Linked DNA regions of Mus musculus: region 1 is linked to region 2. The links are chromatin contacts, called in public HiChIP or PLAC-seq maps. All regions are on one chromosome and are shown on one strand. Each heading gives the region's core, a stretch centred on a gene start, on an enhancer-like site or on the middle of the called end of the contact. The rest is flanking DNA. Distances are from core to core; before and after follow the strand shown. Region 1 has its middle 53 kb from the start of Apbb1ip. Region 2 has its middle 9.7 kb from the start of Gm39767.

The links. HiChIP or PLAC-seq counts read pairs in DNA pulled down with a chosen protein or histone mark.
Region 1: a contact with region 2 is called in an H3K27ac HiChIP or PLAC-seq map of SST interneurons, with 17 times the contacts expected there. The contact joins two enhancer-like sites. A contact is called at or near these places in 2 of 39 promoter capture datasets (embryonic stem cells and hippocampal neurons), 1 of 15 datasets of contacts at CTCF or cohesin (the NIH/3T3 cell line), 31 of 484 Hi-C or Micro-C datasets (the C2C12 cell line, the C3H10T1/2 cell line, CD4 T cells and 19 more) and 12 of 115 datasets of contacts at active chromatin or transcription factors (SST interneurons, differentiating embryonic stem cells, embryonic basal ganglia and 8 more).

The regions. Positions count from the first base shown.
Region 1 is chr2:22,719,901-22,723,409 of GRCm38.p6, forward strand. No RefSeq gene overlaps it. Among named protein-coding and RNA genes, the nearest start is that of Apbb1ip, 53 kb to the right of the region's middle. Within about 2 kb of position 1,816, at least 80 of the 459 cell types and tissues checked have an H3K27ac peak or open chromatin away from gene starts, as enhancers often do. A contact at or near this core is called in SST interneurons, where this site is marked.
Region 2 is chr2:21,972,203-21,975,627 of GRCm38.p6, forward strand. No RefSeq gene overlaps it. Among named protein-coding and RNA genes, the nearest start is that of Gm39767, 9.7 kb to the left of the region's middle. Within about 2 kb of position 1,334, at least 6 of the 459 cell types and tissues checked have an H3K27ac peak or open chromatin away from gene starts, as enhancers often do. A contact at or near this core is called in SST interneurons, where this site is marked.

The DNA of each region.
Region 1 (3,509 bases), core at 566-3,065, 750 kb after region 2:
GGGGCATATAATCTTCACAAGACCAAGGGCCTCTCCTCCCATTGATGGCTGACTAGGCCATCCTCTACTACATATGCAGCTACAGACATGAGCTCTGGGGGTGCTGGTTAGTTCTTATTTTTGTTCCTTCTATAGGTTGCAGACACATTCAGTTCCTTGGGTACTTTCTCTAGCTCCTACATTGGAATAGATGACTGTGAACATCCACTTCTGTGTTTGCCAGGCACTGGCATAGACTTACAAGGGTCCTGTCAGCAAAATCTTACTGGCATATGCAATAGTGTCTCGGTTTGGTGGTTGTTTATGGGATGGATCCCCAAGTGGGGCTGTCTCTGGTTGGTCCTTCCTCCCATCTCAGCTCCAAACTTTGTCTCTGTAACACCTTCCATGAGTATTTTGCTCCCCATTCTAAGAAGGAACAAAGTATCCACACTTTGGCCTTCTTTCTTCTTGAGTTTTATGTGTTTTGCAAATTGTATCTTGGGTATTCTAAGTTTCTGGGCTAATATCTGCTTATCACTGAGTGCATGTCATGTGTGTTCTTTTGTGATTGGGTTACCTCACTCAGGATGATATCCTCCAGATCCATCCATTTGCCTAAGAATTTCATAAATTCATTATTTTTAATAGCTGAGCAGTACTCCATTGTGTAAATGTACCACATTTTCTGTATCCATTCCTCTGTTGAGGGACATCTAGGTTTTTTTCAGCTTCTGGCTATTATAAATAAGGCTGCTATGAACATAGTGGAACATGTGTCCTTTTTACAAGTTGGAACATTTTCTGGGTATATGCCCAGGAGTGGTATTGCTGGATCTTCTGGTAGTACTTTGTCCAGTTTTCTGAGGAACCGCCAAAGTGATTTCCAGAGTGGTTGTACCAGCTTGCAATCCCACCAGCAATGGCAGAGTGTTCCTCTTTCTCCACATCCTCCCCATCGTCTGCTATCACCTGGATTTTTTATCTTAGCCATTCTGACTGGTGTGAGGTAGAATCTCAGGGTTGTTTTGACTTGCATTTCCCCGATGATTAAGGATGTTGAACATCTAAAATATGAATTTTAAGGAAATGTTTCTACCTAGAGTTTCAAGCATTTTAAGTACAATTTAATTATGCCCTCATGACAGCAATATGTTTTGCATTGAGGCTTCATTTGGAATACATTTCCTCAGAACTGAAAGAAAAGGGATGAGCTGCATTTGGCCAGGCAGCTCTTCCCTGTGAGGTCCCTTCCCTTAGTGTACAATGTAACTGTGGGTGGAAAGCTCATGAAGTATTTAGTCTATAACCAATAGATATTTGACAGAAACATAGCAAACCAACATTGAGTTGAATGCTTAAAGATGTATGTTTCTTTCTCAATCCTTTCTACCTTATAATCATATCACAAAACTATAGTTCTCTAAACACTGACTCCTTGAGATGAAACCACCTGATGCCCTTTTATATTGCCACTGTTGTAGCTCATTTTAGCATTTAGTCAATATTTGGAAACTGTTACCAATGCTACTACGCTCTGGTAACTGGTGTTCACTGACACCCCTATAGTTTCAGCTCATTACCCCTGCAGGGTCTGACCATTCCAGTGTCTTCCTAGAGCAGTTTATCTCCTCAGCCACCATTTATTTCAGGCAGTGTTTATACTCAAATTCTTTCTCTCTAGTGTTCACTTCTCTGTCTTGGGGATCATCCTACCTGAGGAAAATTATATTCTGTCAGTCTTTTTCTTATCTTCTGGTCCTCCCATGTGGAAGGAAATATGGAGAGCAGCCCCACCACGTTTGTGTGAGGCTCTGAGGCTCTAACCCACACTTCCTGTGAGCTCTCCTCGGCATTAGCAAAGTTCTAGCTTGTGCACATCTTTCACCTCTATTACTAAGGACACACAGAAAAACATTTGGTATTCGTGCCATTTTTCTTACTTTTCGTCTTTAATTCTCTATCGTGATTCTTAGAAATGGAAGTGCTTTTCTTTTTCCGTTTTATCTATTCTTCTTACGTAATTATAGTCCTCCATTTCCTTTCACAAACACAGGGTGGATCTGAGCACATTTAAATCAAAAGAAAGTGTGTCTGAGTCACAGGCATACTGAAATGGCCTGACTGCTTGCTCTGTGCGCTATGTTTGAAATGCCATACTTCCCCCCAGTGGTCAAGTGTGAAATAACAACCTTTGCTGTATAATGCATTGGAAGTCTCTAAAGAGAGACCATTGTTGGAGATGTAGTCTCAGCTGCAATAGAAACCCAAGACTGGAGGATCATTGAGAGAAGCTGAGGCTTGGCACCATGTGACAATGTCAAAGTCCCTGAAGAGGCCAGACCAGTCCATTTTTGAAGATGCTGGCTCATCATTGTAGATGTCTGAACCAACTTGAGACAACCTCTGTGCACAGCAGCAGGTGTGGAGTGAAACCAAGCCCACCAAACAAGCTGTTTGTACTTCATATGCCAGAGCCAAAGAAGTGGAATTGCCAAAGCTCTTCAGAACATAGAAGTTCATGAGTGTCCCAGATGCTGGAAATGGAGCTCCAGGCTTGACTGGTAGGATAGATAATGTTGGTTGTATGTTGATTTGATTGGAACTGTGCTCTAACACTTCACTCCGGAAATCATGTGACATATCTTGGAATTTACAGGAGCCCATCGTTAAGAGACTGTATTTTTAAAGAGAATTTGAACTTCTAAAATGTTGTAAATTTTCAAACAATGGGGGGGGGTAAAGTTATTGTATGTTTTACTTGTGATACTAACATGAGATCTTGGAGATAGACAAGAAAGAAAAGATTATGGTTTAATAGTGATGTATTTGTGTGTCAAGTTGACAATGGTCAATTTGTGTTGGTTAATTTTTTTTCAGTTTGACAGAAACCTAACATACCTGGAAAGAAATTTCAATTAAAGAATTTATGTTGGGCATATCTGTGGATCATTTTCTTGATTATTTATTATAATGGGATGGCCCAGCCCACCCATCCCTGGACAAGTGGCTGTGTATAAAAGCAGCTGAACACACCAGTAAGCAGCATCCCTTCACAGTCCCTACCTCAGGTCCTGCCTCCTGGTAGCTGCCTGAGTTCCTGCCCTGACTTGCCTGTGATGCATCCTGATACAGGAGTTAGACAATGACACAGACTCTATCTTCCCCAGTTGTTTTTAGTCATGGTGTTTTAGCACAGAAGCATACTGCAAACTTGATCAAGTAGAATTCTACTACCATACAGCAAACAGTACAAATTAGGAAATGTGCATACATGCTATAGGAGACAGGAAGTAAAGAGATACAGTAAGAAACCACAGACCAAACAGACGGTGCAAATGCACACCTTCAGACCATCTTCTAAGAGCTGATTCGGTATAGACTCAACAATGGATTAACCCATAATGAAGTGGCACCCTCATGATTGCCTGTCAATAGTGCCACCAGCTGAAGAGCAAGCCTCAGTATATGAGCCTTTTGGGTAGATGTTTCATATTCAAATCATACAGAGATTGGCTTGGAGCAGGGCC
Region 2 (3,425 bases), core at 84-2,583:
AAGTACTTCAATAGGGCCAATGTGTATATGTGTGTGCATGCACTACAGAAAAAGACAAATAAATGTAAACAAAAATAAAAATGTTCAAGTCCTTCAAGATACCTGTTCTCTACACTTGATTGCCATTGTTACCCTGGCTTATTTAAGTTCTTTTTATGACTAGATTCCACATTCCATGACTGAAACAGATATGATTTTTGTTTTGATTATTAGAGAGACAGAGAGAGAGAGAGACAGAGAGAAAGACAGAGAGAGAGAGAGACAGAGAGAGACAGAGACAGAGGGAGACAGACAGAGAGAGACAGAGAGAGAGAGAGAGAGAGAGAGAGAGAGAGAGAGAGAGAGAGAGAGAGAGAAGATCAACTCAAGACTCAGGCCATAATGGTTCCCTGGATTTTATTTACTGTTGTCAAGCCATAGCCAATATAATTATTCTCTTTGTTTGTGTGTTTTGCTTAAACCAGTGACAAACATTTTCATTCACTCTAACTCTGGCTTTCACATCCATATTGCCTTTGGTATGCTATCATTTGTTTGATATCAGCTCCTATAATTCAACCTCCTGAACATAGTCTTCTGTTAGGTGGAGTAAGAGCTGTCACCTATCACAAGTCACCTTTTGTTTTCATTCTTTTTCATTTTAAAAATTCTGCTTACCAAGGTATTTTGTTTCTTTGAACTTAATTACCTGTTTTTGACTGTTTGTTTTTGTGTTCTCATGTGTGTGGGTGCATGTGTGTGTGTGTGTATGTGTGTGCGTGTGTGTGTGTGTGATTGTACATGTCTGTATTGTGAATAGAGGCCTGACCTCGATGTCAAGTGTTGTCATTGATCACTCTCTGCATAATATTTCTGAGGGAGAGTCTCTTTCTTCAGCTTACCTATTCACTGTCTCCTATTTGCTGTGATTATAAGCAGGCTACCATGCTCACCTGACATTTTTGTGGGCACTGGGGATCTAAATACCCCTAGTCTTTGGCGATCTCTGTAGCACCTGAGCCAGCTGCCTCAACTCACCTTATTTTAGTCCATATTTTGGTGATGCTATTGCCAAAAACTCCTGTAGCTTAAAGACAACATAATTTACTAGTATATTCCCTTAAAGTAGGGTAATGACCACTCTGGGTCTTATTGCATCTTCATTAACTTTCCTGCAAAGATGAATACATAGACTGCATGTTTAGAAGCTTAGCTTTGGAAGAAAATATCTTTGTACTCTGTCATCTGCATTTTTTTCGAGCTATGTGTCATCATTTTCAATGGCTGTGATTCATCCTGATGATTGCTATGATTAGAAGTCTCTGGCTTTCTTATTTTGGGCACACATGATCTCTATTTAGGTCATATATGAACAATACTTGTTTTTATACCAGTGTACTTGTTTTTCCTCATGTACAGCTCTCTACTGCATCATTCAAAGCCTGGAGATTGCAACAGAACAAAAAGTAAACTAGAGAGCCAGTGACTAGCATAATGGATGAGTAAACTTCAAGAGCCCAGGCTTGTTTTATTCTGGCAATTCGATTTTAGTTAACTGTTAATGCAAATGCTTTGATTCATGATAAAATTGTTATTAAAATTTCCATTTGAGCTGAGGCAGATACATAAATATTGTGTCTGAATTAACCCAGTGCTAAAAGATGGCTCTGGCCTCCTAGTTATGCCTAAGGATGGTTCCACAGCCCTGCAAGTGAGCACAGATAATAATGATTATCCGTGCCAGGAGAGGCTAGCCTATCTCATTCACAGGAGATGTTCTCAGAGTCATCTCAGTTCTTCATCAGTGCCACTAGTTATGTAAGGACAAAAATAATTATATTAATTAAACAGGTGGCATTCTGCATGTGTGCCTTATTTTGAAGACTAGTAAGCCAATTTACTGAGTGTACATTTCCTCTTAAGGGAAGATTTTTTTTATTATTAAATTAAACAGTAAAAATTGCCAATAAAAGTTACAATAGCAGGCCAGTGTGATGTTTTAGCACGTAAAGGTGTTTGCTACCAAGCCGGATGACCTGAGTTCAATCCCCAGAATGCATACAAGGAAAGGAGAGAATGAACAAAGTATTGTCTGGCCTCCACATGTACACATATGTTTTATCAATAAGATATATTTAAAAGTTACAATAACCTCTCCCCACATACTCTAGTGGTGCAGTTCTGCAATCCTAACTACTAGAGACACTGCCATAGGAGGGTCAGGGATCAAAAGTTTGGAATTTCAAGGCTATCTCAAAACTTAACAAAAAATAAGAAGGGCTAGAGATATGGTTAGTTGGTAGAGCAGTTGCCTAGCATTTACAATTTCTAGGTTCAATCCCCATCACTGCCATAAGAAAATTAAGTGGATTTAAATTACTTCTATTGCATCAATTTATATGGCCCCTTCTTCCTTTCTGTTCCAGCATCTGACCTCTTTAAGAAGAACTGTACCAGCTCATATTTCCTTGCCTCAGATGATAATGAAGGTGATAGCAACGTAACTCAGAAACACCTAGATATTCACCAACTGTTTGGGTCTTTTCCATTTGGTTTCAAATCAAATCTTGGCACCAGATATTGTAGGACTATGTCTATCACAGGACAGATCCTGATAAGCAGTCCGTGAAAGACAGACAGCAGCTGGCTGGCAGAGATGAGAGCTCTGTCTCACTGCCAGTTGCTACTTTCATCGGATCACCAAGCATGCAGTAAGTACCTACTCAAGGCATAGAATTCACAACACAATGCTTGCATCTACCACTTGTTCATGACTGTCCTTCCTTTTCATGCCTGTTATTCTAGACTCAGGTGACCAACTAGCAGTGCCCCAGATGGTTTACTGTCTCCCAGTTTAAAAAGCAAGCCAGTGTTTACCCCAGTCAGTCCAACATGCCAGCCCTTCTGTGGATTAAATTCTGGATTTTAAAAGCCTCAGTCATATGAATTCCCCTATGATCTATAAAGAATTCTTGTTTATCTCCTTGAAAACAAGTATGCTTCTTTCCTCCTTAAATTTAGGTAGGGACTGAATGCCAGTGGCTTTGTGGAGGTTTGATTAAGAAATATCTCCCATAGGCTACTGTATTTGAATATTTGGTCCCATCACTACTCGTGGTGTTAGGTGGGGACATTATATAATACAGCCTTGCTGAAGGAAGCATATTACTGTGGGTGAACTTTGAGGGTTTATAGCCTCAAAGCCTTCGAGATCTATCTCTCTACTTCCTGTGTGTACATAAAGAAGTGATCACCAGCCTGCAGTTCCTATCATCCTGCTATGCCTTCCTGGACATTAGGACTCTCCCTATAGGACTCTAAGGTAAAATAAACTCTCCTGTAAGTTGCTTTTGGTCATGGCATTTCGTCACAGCAACAGGAATGTAACTAATTGAGGCTGCTAACCCTCCTGATTACATTGCTGCTTCCCACTGGCTCTGCAAGAA